Regions from separate parts of the Rattus norvegicus genome. Here region 2 is linked to region 1. Evidence: chromatin contacts called from public Hi-C data. All regions are on one chromosome and are shown on one strand. The core of a region is the stretch at or near the end of the contact, and the rest is flanking DNA. Distances in the headings are between cores, read along the strand shown. Region 1 holds the start of Rpl36a-ps18 (ribosomal protein L36A, pseudogene 18). Region 2 overlaps LOC134479863 (death domain-containing protein CRADD-like).

Region 1 (4,367 bases), core at 1,259-3,758:
TGGCTGTCTCTTCTAGGTAGTGCCAGTGCTGCTGATTCATGTTTGCTATCCTGACTCTATCAAACTGGACTGCTGGTGTATCCATGAAGTGTTTGCGAGTGGATCGAGCTGCCACAGCTGACCTGTGAACTGAACTGCTGATTTCCAGACAGCACAGATGGGGGTTGTGCCAAAGAACCTTACTAAACAGGTCCACTCACCCCCCATTCCCCCACCCCTGTATCCTTTCTTTTCCACTACCTGTGGTGGGCGGTGGGCTAAAAGGGAGGTTAAAGCATTTAAGAACCATCACTAAAAATAAACTTTGAAAAAAATTAAAGTTACACTGTATGTAGCCATAGGCAGGTCCCCAGGTAACAGAACATCAGCCTTAATCCCAGGGGACTCGGCACTCTAAATTCACTGGTCTTCCCCCGCCCCCATCCAAATCTTACTGGTGTTCAACAGAATTAGAAACTGGGAGGGAAGGGGTGTTTCATGGCATGTTGAAAGTTCATGTGCTCCTCATGGGTCAAATAGGGAGGACCAGAGTGGTGGGGCTGGCTCTCTGGGAAGCCAAGAGGAGATATCTGCAGCCAAAGGACAAAAGCTAGCTTCGTTTGGTGACAGCAAACCTTCCCTCTCGGTCTGCCAGTAGCAGCAATCCCAGAAGAAAATACCAAGTCAGCAAATCAAAGAGAGCAGCTTCCTTCCAAGGATCTGCTTCAGAGCAGAAGCACATCGGCCACACCACGGGTTTCACTGAACCCTCTACATCTCTTAGTCTCAAACTCCCCCAAGTGGCAGCTTCAGCCTCCGGCTAGTCGACCGGATCCCTTCCCGGTGTGATACTCAGAGTCTAAGTTGTCAGAGATAGGATGGCCATTTCTTCCATCATGCTTCACGTAGGAGGGAGAAAAACCTCTCCGGAATATCTCGGAAGATTCTTATTAACGGCCATGGTTACAAGAAGAGAATTCTGAACAAACCCCGGGGGTTCTGTTAGGAAAGGAGGAGGCTGCTATACATTCCTCCCTTTCTTTCTCGGCAGAGTCTGTTTATGAAGCTGGCTCTGAGTTTACCCTTCTCTTGCTTCTGCCTTCTAAGGAGGCTGGTTTAGAGACATGTGCACCCCACCTCACCCCTTCATTTAATCTTTACATTACAAACTGACTTATCTCTCTAATGCAAACATCTGATTACTACATGAGTGTTCTCTGCTTAGAATCTTTCAATGGCTCCTACTGCCACCCCATCATACAGTACCTATTGTTCTTGGGCCCCAGTGAAACACCCCAGTCTCACTCCTCTGTCGTCTCTCTATCTGCATTTATAAGTCAGTCATGTCCTTCCCACAGCTGTTTACCCTGTGGGCTTTTTCATGCCCTTGGTATGGAGAGCTCTGCTTTATCGGCCCCCCTCAGCTTGTCGTAGGAAATACCAAATGCACATGACATCTTGGGACCCTTCCCATGGCCTGCTGTGTGTTCCACTGTAGGGAGCCGTATTGGATTTGGGCCTAGCCGCTTTTTGACTGCATGGCTCAAAGTGGCTAGGTGACTCTGGGCTGTTTGGCCACAGATATTCACCCCTAAGATGACTGCCATAAGTCTTAAGATTGTTGGACAGAGGACTCTCCCATGAATTTACGGCACAGGAAGGTAACATTCAAGGGATGCCTCAGCTCGAGCAGATACCAGTTATCTCCTCAGTCAACACCCAGTGTCTCCACCACCAGACCTCATCGCCTACCGCCTGACCTCTTTGCCTCCAGCTATCACTGCCTATACCCTCATCTCCCCCTCCTCTGTGTTTCACAAAGGACACTCCCCCTACCTGAAAGCCTTAAAAGCTGTAACGTTCACCCCAATAAACGAGACCTTGACAACAGAACTTTTGCTTGGTCTCCTTCTTCTCTTCACCCCCATTTGGCCCACAGGTAGAAAGCCTCTTCGGGACCCTGAATAACTGGGTCCCCGCTGGCGGGGACATTCCACGACAGCTTGCATTTGTCTATATGGTTCCTGTATATTCCAATAACATGTCTTCTAACCTGTCTCTCCTGGTTTCTAGGATGAAAGGAGAAGCCTGTACTTCTAGGAGGCATGGCTGGAGGCCTGGGTTAGCACTCAGCGTCCAGCATCAGAAAGCCTGGGTTTGACTCTTCTTGGCTTCGTTGTTCTTTCCTAGTGACCCTGGACCAGTTATTTAACTCCCCTGAGCGTCTGTTTCCCCATCTGTCAGTAGGAACCTCCTATTAACAAGGTAATGGGATTTATGATGAGTGTCAAACAAGGTGACTTATGTAAAGTACTTAGCAGTGTGCCTGGTACAGGGTCGTTGCCAATGAGCATTTGCAGACCGGTGACAAGATAAAGTATGTCAAACAGAACTGAATCTCTCCCACTATTCTGGAGTGCTGCACTATGCCCTAAAACACTCACCCGGATAGAGGACTGTCAAGGCCAATCTTTTCTATGTGACCGAGAAGGAAGAGTGTAGCTGTCTGCTGACCTCCCAGAACCCTTACCAACTGTGATGCTGCTCAGGTCTGCCACTACAGATTGAGCCTCTCAGCTGTGCCAGCAATTAACCAATACTTACTAAGCATAAAGGCGGTCCTGAGAATGTAGCAAGGGACCCGCTTCCTGCCACAAATGCTTCAGTCTTGTCCAATTAGGCAGTGTACAAACAGCAAATACACTAGCCTTCAAAGGAGAACTTTACGTTAAGACTGGGAGGATGGGTGGCATTTAGACAAGTGGAGTAGGAAGAAAGATCACCCAGATAATGGGGAGGGAAGTGAAGTGAGGCTTTCAAACAATCGATAGTGAGGGTGGTGGGCGGGCACATCGGCGGGCAGGATCTTGAAAGAAGAAAGTTTTGGATATCTTCCTTTTTTTAAAAAAAAAAAAAAGCGAACTACCTTAGAATGTTTTGTCACAGAAGCGTAGAACCAGGAAGGAATTTTAAATCCCCTTGTTTGAAGAAACTGGAGCTCAGATTTTGACCAAAGTCACCTCATTAGTTGACAGGAGATATGACACCAAGGATTCTATTGCCTTGGGCTGTAAATTTTCTTTGCCTGTACTAAAGCATCCCTTTAAGAGTTTAGACAATTCTGCCTCTTAAAGAGACACTGAGGTAACAGCGTGGGAAAGCCTCAGTTTTATTATGGGTGGAGAAGAGAGCGAATAATGGGTGTGGAGAACAGGAACTGAGAAGGGAGGAGTTTGCTGGGAGGAAAGTCCTAGCCTCTTCTAACATCCTCTTCCTTCTGTAGAGAGCGTAAGCCACATGTTCACTCTGAAGGGTGAATGACCCAAAGTCATTCTTAGGAAGACTAGGAAGACTTTGTGTGGTCACAAGAACTAGTTCTCTCCAATCCCATCTGCTATAACCTTGAGAAAAACTCCCCAGCCAAGGGAACCACCCAGAGCATTCTAAAGGGATGCCTCTTAAGATATTTGAGGACAGGTGCCACACCACAACCCTCCTCTCATTCCTGTTATTTAGGCTAAACATAGTTCATTCTTTCTGTGGCTTACGCCCGGCTCACCCTCGTTGTCCTGCTCTGGATGAGCGGCCATCTGTCCACGTCTATTTCAAAGCCCCATGAATGGGTACAGACGAGACCAGTTGTGCAGGAAGCTTGGGACAGTCCCCTCCAACTCACTCTCCCCCACGACTCTCGAGAAGTTTCTATTAATGGAGTCTGAGCCACAGGGCCTCTTCGGTAGCTTCTAAGCAAGCGCTTACAACAGACACTGAGCTGCACAGACGTTTGCATGGAGGAGGGATACACCCAGTCGTCCACCTCCAGCTCCAGTTATACTGGAGAAGGACAGACAGACAGAGCAGTTGTTGCCATATTCCAAGCTAGCTCTTCACACACACTCATGAAGATACCTCCGTTCTCGAAGATCTGAAACCACGGAGTCGCTTCTGCATATCCTATTTCTTTCGTACTTATACTATTTTGTTGCTTTTATTTTTTTTTTTTATCAAATCCATTTTTTACTGCTTAAAACGCTCTTGAGCCCATCCCTTCCGAGTCCCTCCTGTTCCCAAACTCGCTACCATCTGAGAAGTTGCTCACCTTGACGCCTCCCTTTGGCTGACTGCTCCACAGGGTGGACACAGAACTCGTCACCGGCCTTGGGGCTGGGCTAGGGATGTAATCAGTGTTCTGATTGTGTCGCTCCTTCTCAGGAGAGAGAAGGAACTTTCACTGCTATCTTCGTGACATTCTATTCCTGCTGGCCCTGCTGCCTGTCCCTTCTCCATTGTTTGTGTCACATCCTGAACCTTTAGAACTATGTTTCTGACAGTTAAGATGACTGTAAGAGTCTTCTTTTCCCTGATATGTTGTTGTCTTTTTTTTTTTT
Region 2 (4,367 bases), core at 1,317-3,816, 150 kb before region 1:
CCCTTCTCACTAGGAGGCTTCAGGGCTCCTTGAAGAAACACCTTATTCTGGGTCTGGAACGGGAACACGTGGAATGGCCTTGGCGCGTCTCAAAACTGAAGAGGCCAGGATGACACCAGAAGAACCCCGGAGCCAGCCCGGAGGAGTCCTGGGGACAAAAACGGGAGGGATAGTGAACATTAACAGAATTGAAACACATAAAAAAACTCGAGTCTGTGATAATGCTTGGAAAACAAGACATGACGAAACCAGGCTTCTCTGTGGCATTTAAAGGTGTGAGGCGGCCTGTTATGGTTCTGACTGTGGATTAAGGAGAAACAAGGAAGTCTGGCCTCCATCCCCACTCCCTTGAGATCCTGTACTTTAGGGCAAGTCTCCCGTACAGGCTTGGGGTTAATTAGTGATGCAGGGGTAAAAGGCCATGGATTGGTAGCACCCAGTGAAATCAAAGAGGGAGGCGACAACCCTGAATAGACCTGAAGCCATGAGGTGCCAGTGGGGCTTTATAGTGGAAGATAGTGTGACCGTCCTGGAACCCGCAGGTCCATCAACAGACAGTGCTGGAACCCGCAGGTCCATCAACAGACAGTCCTGGAACCCGCAGGTCCATCAACAGACAGTGCTGGAACCCGCAGGCCCACGTCCACGTTGTTAAACACGAGCTAGTCACGCACAGAAATAGCAGCACCTATGTAGTGTTCCTACCCACTGTCCTGTTTCCTAACAAAGCTGAACTCAATGTCATGAACATCCATGTCTAATACAGTGGAGCTCGACTTATCTACAGCACACACATCCCAAGTGACTCCACCACCACCATACAGGCATTGTCTGTGGACTATATGAAGTACCAATCAGTCATATATGCTGACTTTCTTCTGTATATACATGTGATAACTTCAAATGTTTAAATTAAAGAAAGTGATTAGATATTCAGGAACAGCTAATAGCGAATGGGGAGCAGTTGACAGTAATACACCATAACAAAACTTATGTAATTGTGTCCGCCTTGCAAGTGTTCCGTAGGCTGTTCTCTCTCTTCTCCTGTAACGTTCTTCTTTCCTCTTCTGTAGATGAAACCCAAGGCCTCATGTACAGTAGACCACAGTAGATGGTCATCGAGCCACTTATAACTCATTTCTTTTTTTCCTTCACACTCCCAGAAATAGAAGCTTCATTGTTCTCACACATCTTACCGACCACTGTGCACCTAAAAAAAAAAAATAAGTTGAAAGTTTAACTCTTTCACCAGAAGGATGCATGTGTGGATTCTCTTCTGCATTTCAAATCTTTAGGTTCCATAACCTTGCGTTTTGGGCCATTACCAAATTATAAAGTAAAAGATACTGGAACATGAACCATAAGTCAATCAATATGGGCCCAGACTGCCGGGCCAATGGCACATTTGTGACTTGCCCCTAGGGGACTGAGCAGAGCATCAGAAACCTTTATCACGCTAGTCACGGTATCATGCAAATTAAAACATACAAATTATTCGTGTCTGGATTTCCCATGTAATATTTTCACACTTTGGTTAGCAGTAGACAACTGTTCCTGGTAAGAGGGATCCACCATAGTCATTTATAGGAAAAACAGGGGGCAGGAGATCATGTTTAATATTATAAGACTTAAGGTAGTCTGTGCCCAAATATAGAAGTTCTACAAACAACTGGATTCATCACACCCACAAGTAAATGTTCCAGAAGAAGGTAGAGAAGGGACTAAGCCAGATCTAAGGAGATTTATTAACTAGCTTCAGATGCTAGCCCTCTTTGGAACTTAAGTCATACAGACTAGCTGTATAATATCCTTCTTTTAAAACACTAGGAGAAAACGGAATACAGTCTTTGTGTTATTAAGGGATACTTGATAATTTCTGAGTGTTGATGGTACTGAGATGACCCTTACCAGTTCTTGTCTACTAGTCATACTTACAAATGAGTTCAAAGGGTGTCTGAGTTTTCCTTTAAAAATAGTCCACTAAGAGGCCCAAGACACATTTGTAGACACATGAAATTGTCAACGAATAAACAAGAGATAAAGGGAAAGAACACATTCTATTAAAGGCAAAGAGGTCCGCATGAGGCCGTAGGTAAGATCAGAGTGATTGAATGTGGTCCTAGTGTTTGGTGAGGAGGTCATGAATTTCTTTATGGCTCTGCTCTACCCTCGTGCTTATGAGAATTGCACATGATAGAAACAATTGCCTTCGCTGTCTGAGAGGCAGAATCCCAGTCAGAGGCCTGGCTTTAACTGGAGAGACTCTCTGCCCGTTCTCACTTTCCTCCTCTCTTTTCACACCTTTTCCATGTCTTCCGAAGTCGAAGTCGTTGCTGAGCCCCGTTTGTCCCTATTGCCCCTGCTTCAGAGGAAGAAGACAAAGCCTAAAGGTCAGGTTTCCGCCCACCGTGGAACCACTGTGAAGAAAGTGCTTGACTCTCTCTTTCGGAAACTGTGGTGACTCAGAGAGGTTTCCTTGTCTGCTGGTGGTCGGGAAGGGTGGGGAGGGGCCCTCCGCACAGGGCTTGACTTCCTTCTGCTGTGCTCCGCTCCTGATCCTGCTGGTTCCACCTCTCCGTACAGTGCCCCAGGCGGGGAACCAGGTTTTCACACAGACACACGCACACGCACACGCGCCTGCCAGATGCCGAAGACCAAGCCGTGTAGCCACCTTCCCACTTGCCCACAATTGGAGCTCATATTCCTTATTTCACACACAGTGGTTTTACCCACTTACCTGTCTTTTACTTTGTTCGTGGGTAAACTTTGAACAACAAATAAGGGCCAAGCAAGTGGGACAGCCTCTGTGTTTCTTGGGAGTGGGTATAGGTGTCCCTTTTAACACAGAGTTGTGAAGACCCAGTCTGAGGGAAGCTGCTATGACACGGAAACGCGTTGCAGCCCTGCCTCACATTCATACAATAATAAAACCCTGCAAACCAAAAGTAACATTCATTTATACTTTAATAAGGCCTGAGGGGAAATAGGTGATTTCAGTTCCCTATTGTGCTTAAAAACACTTTTTTTTAATTTATTTATTTTATGTACAGCATTCTGCCTGCATATGTGATTGCAGGCCAGAAGAGGGCACCAGATCTCATTACAGATGGTTGTGAGCCACCGTGTGGTTGCTGGGATTTGAACTCATGACCTCTGGAAGAGCAGTCAGTGCTCTTAACCATTGAGCCATCTCTCCAGATCTTAAAAACACTTTTTTAAGACCATTCTGATGGTGGTGGTGGTGGTGGTGGAGGTCATAGTGATGGTGGTGGTGGTGATGATGATGATGAGATAAACTTCTACAAATGTAAAAACAAAACACACAAAGTCCCCAACTTCCCCTAGGCTGGGATTTTCTTTGCTTCCTGACAAAATTATTTTGCCTTTTGTAAAAACCCGGGGCGCCCGAGGGCACGTACAGATCTTGCTGTCACCTGTCATGTGTCACACACTAGGTGTCAGGAGCAGCAGTCATCCGAGTAGCTGCCTTGCCGGGCCCTTGCTTCGGGCTGTGTAAGATCCCTGCCTTCTGCTCCACGAGATTTACTGAGAAGCAGAAAGCACCCGAAGCTCCCAGCAAGATCTGTGCCCTACAGATGTCTGACCGAGTGTGTGGATTCCGCACGGATGTTCCTAACATTGTCGTGTCCTTTGGAAATCAAGGCTCTGAATACAGTCAGAATGAGTGAGAAAGTTTTATTCACATTCAGGGACCAGTGAGAAAATATATATATATAAATGGAGGGATAAATATCACTGCTGAGCATGGAGTCTTACAGCACACCAGATGCAGTTAAGCCTTGTAACGACATAATCACCAGTAGCCCTCCCAGTAATCTCATTTTATAGCTGGGCCGTCCAGTGACTCGCACAAGGCTTTACAGTTAGGAAGGGGCAGAGCTGGGCTCTGAGAGCCCTTCCTCTGACGCCAGAGCCTTCGCTTTCTGTCCCCCACGTAGTTTCAGTGTCAACAGAAGGTAACGGACATGGAGTAATCCAGCCGGTGCTCATTCGGTCTCTCACCGCCTCTGTTCTGTGTGGAGCTCTTTGTTTCCTCATGTTTATAGCTATCCGGAGGTGCATGCAGGGAAGAAGGGACAGATGGTGCACACGCGGCAGGCAGTTCTGCAGAACCGGTGTTAGAACACCGAGTGTCGGCTAACTCACCGTCTAGGGCGAAAGCTGCACGGCCTGGCTCCCACACAAGGCAGTTAAAGGCCGTCAGAATGGATGTTCACTGCAGCTGTGAGGAAGAAAGTACCTCAGACTGGAAATGTAACCAAACGGCAAAGAAAGGCCACTTAACCATAAATACCAAAACAAGATCTCTCTTCACTCCATGAGGATGCGTATCTATTCTTTACCAA

Evidence for each region. A called contact is a pair of places that touch in the nucleus more often than the background predicts.
Region 2: a contact with region 1 is called in a Hi-C map of liver, with 3 times the contacts expected there. The contact joins the enhancer-like site here to the promoter of Rpl36a-ps18 in region 1. A contact is called at or near these places in 4 of 12 Hi-C or Micro-C datasets (kidney, liver and prefrontal cortex).

The regions. Positions count from the first base shown.
Region 1 is chr7:31,586,616-31,590,982 of GRCr8, reverse strand. It overlaps Rpl36a-ps18 (ribosomal protein L36A, pseudogene 18), which reads right to left and starts at 2,508. Exons shown (of 3, transcript XR_010053686.1): 1 at 1-2,508.
Region 2 is chr7:31,736,645-31,741,011 of GRCr8, reverse strand. All of the region lies in intron 3 of LOC134479863 (death domain-containing protein CRADD-like), which reads left to right. Among named protein-coding and RNA genes, the nearest start is that of Cradd, 100 kb to the left of the region's middle. Within about 2 kb of position 2,566, at least 5 of the 93 cell types and tissues checked have an H3K27ac peak or open chromatin away from gene starts, as enhancers often do. A contact at or near this core is called in liver, where this site is marked.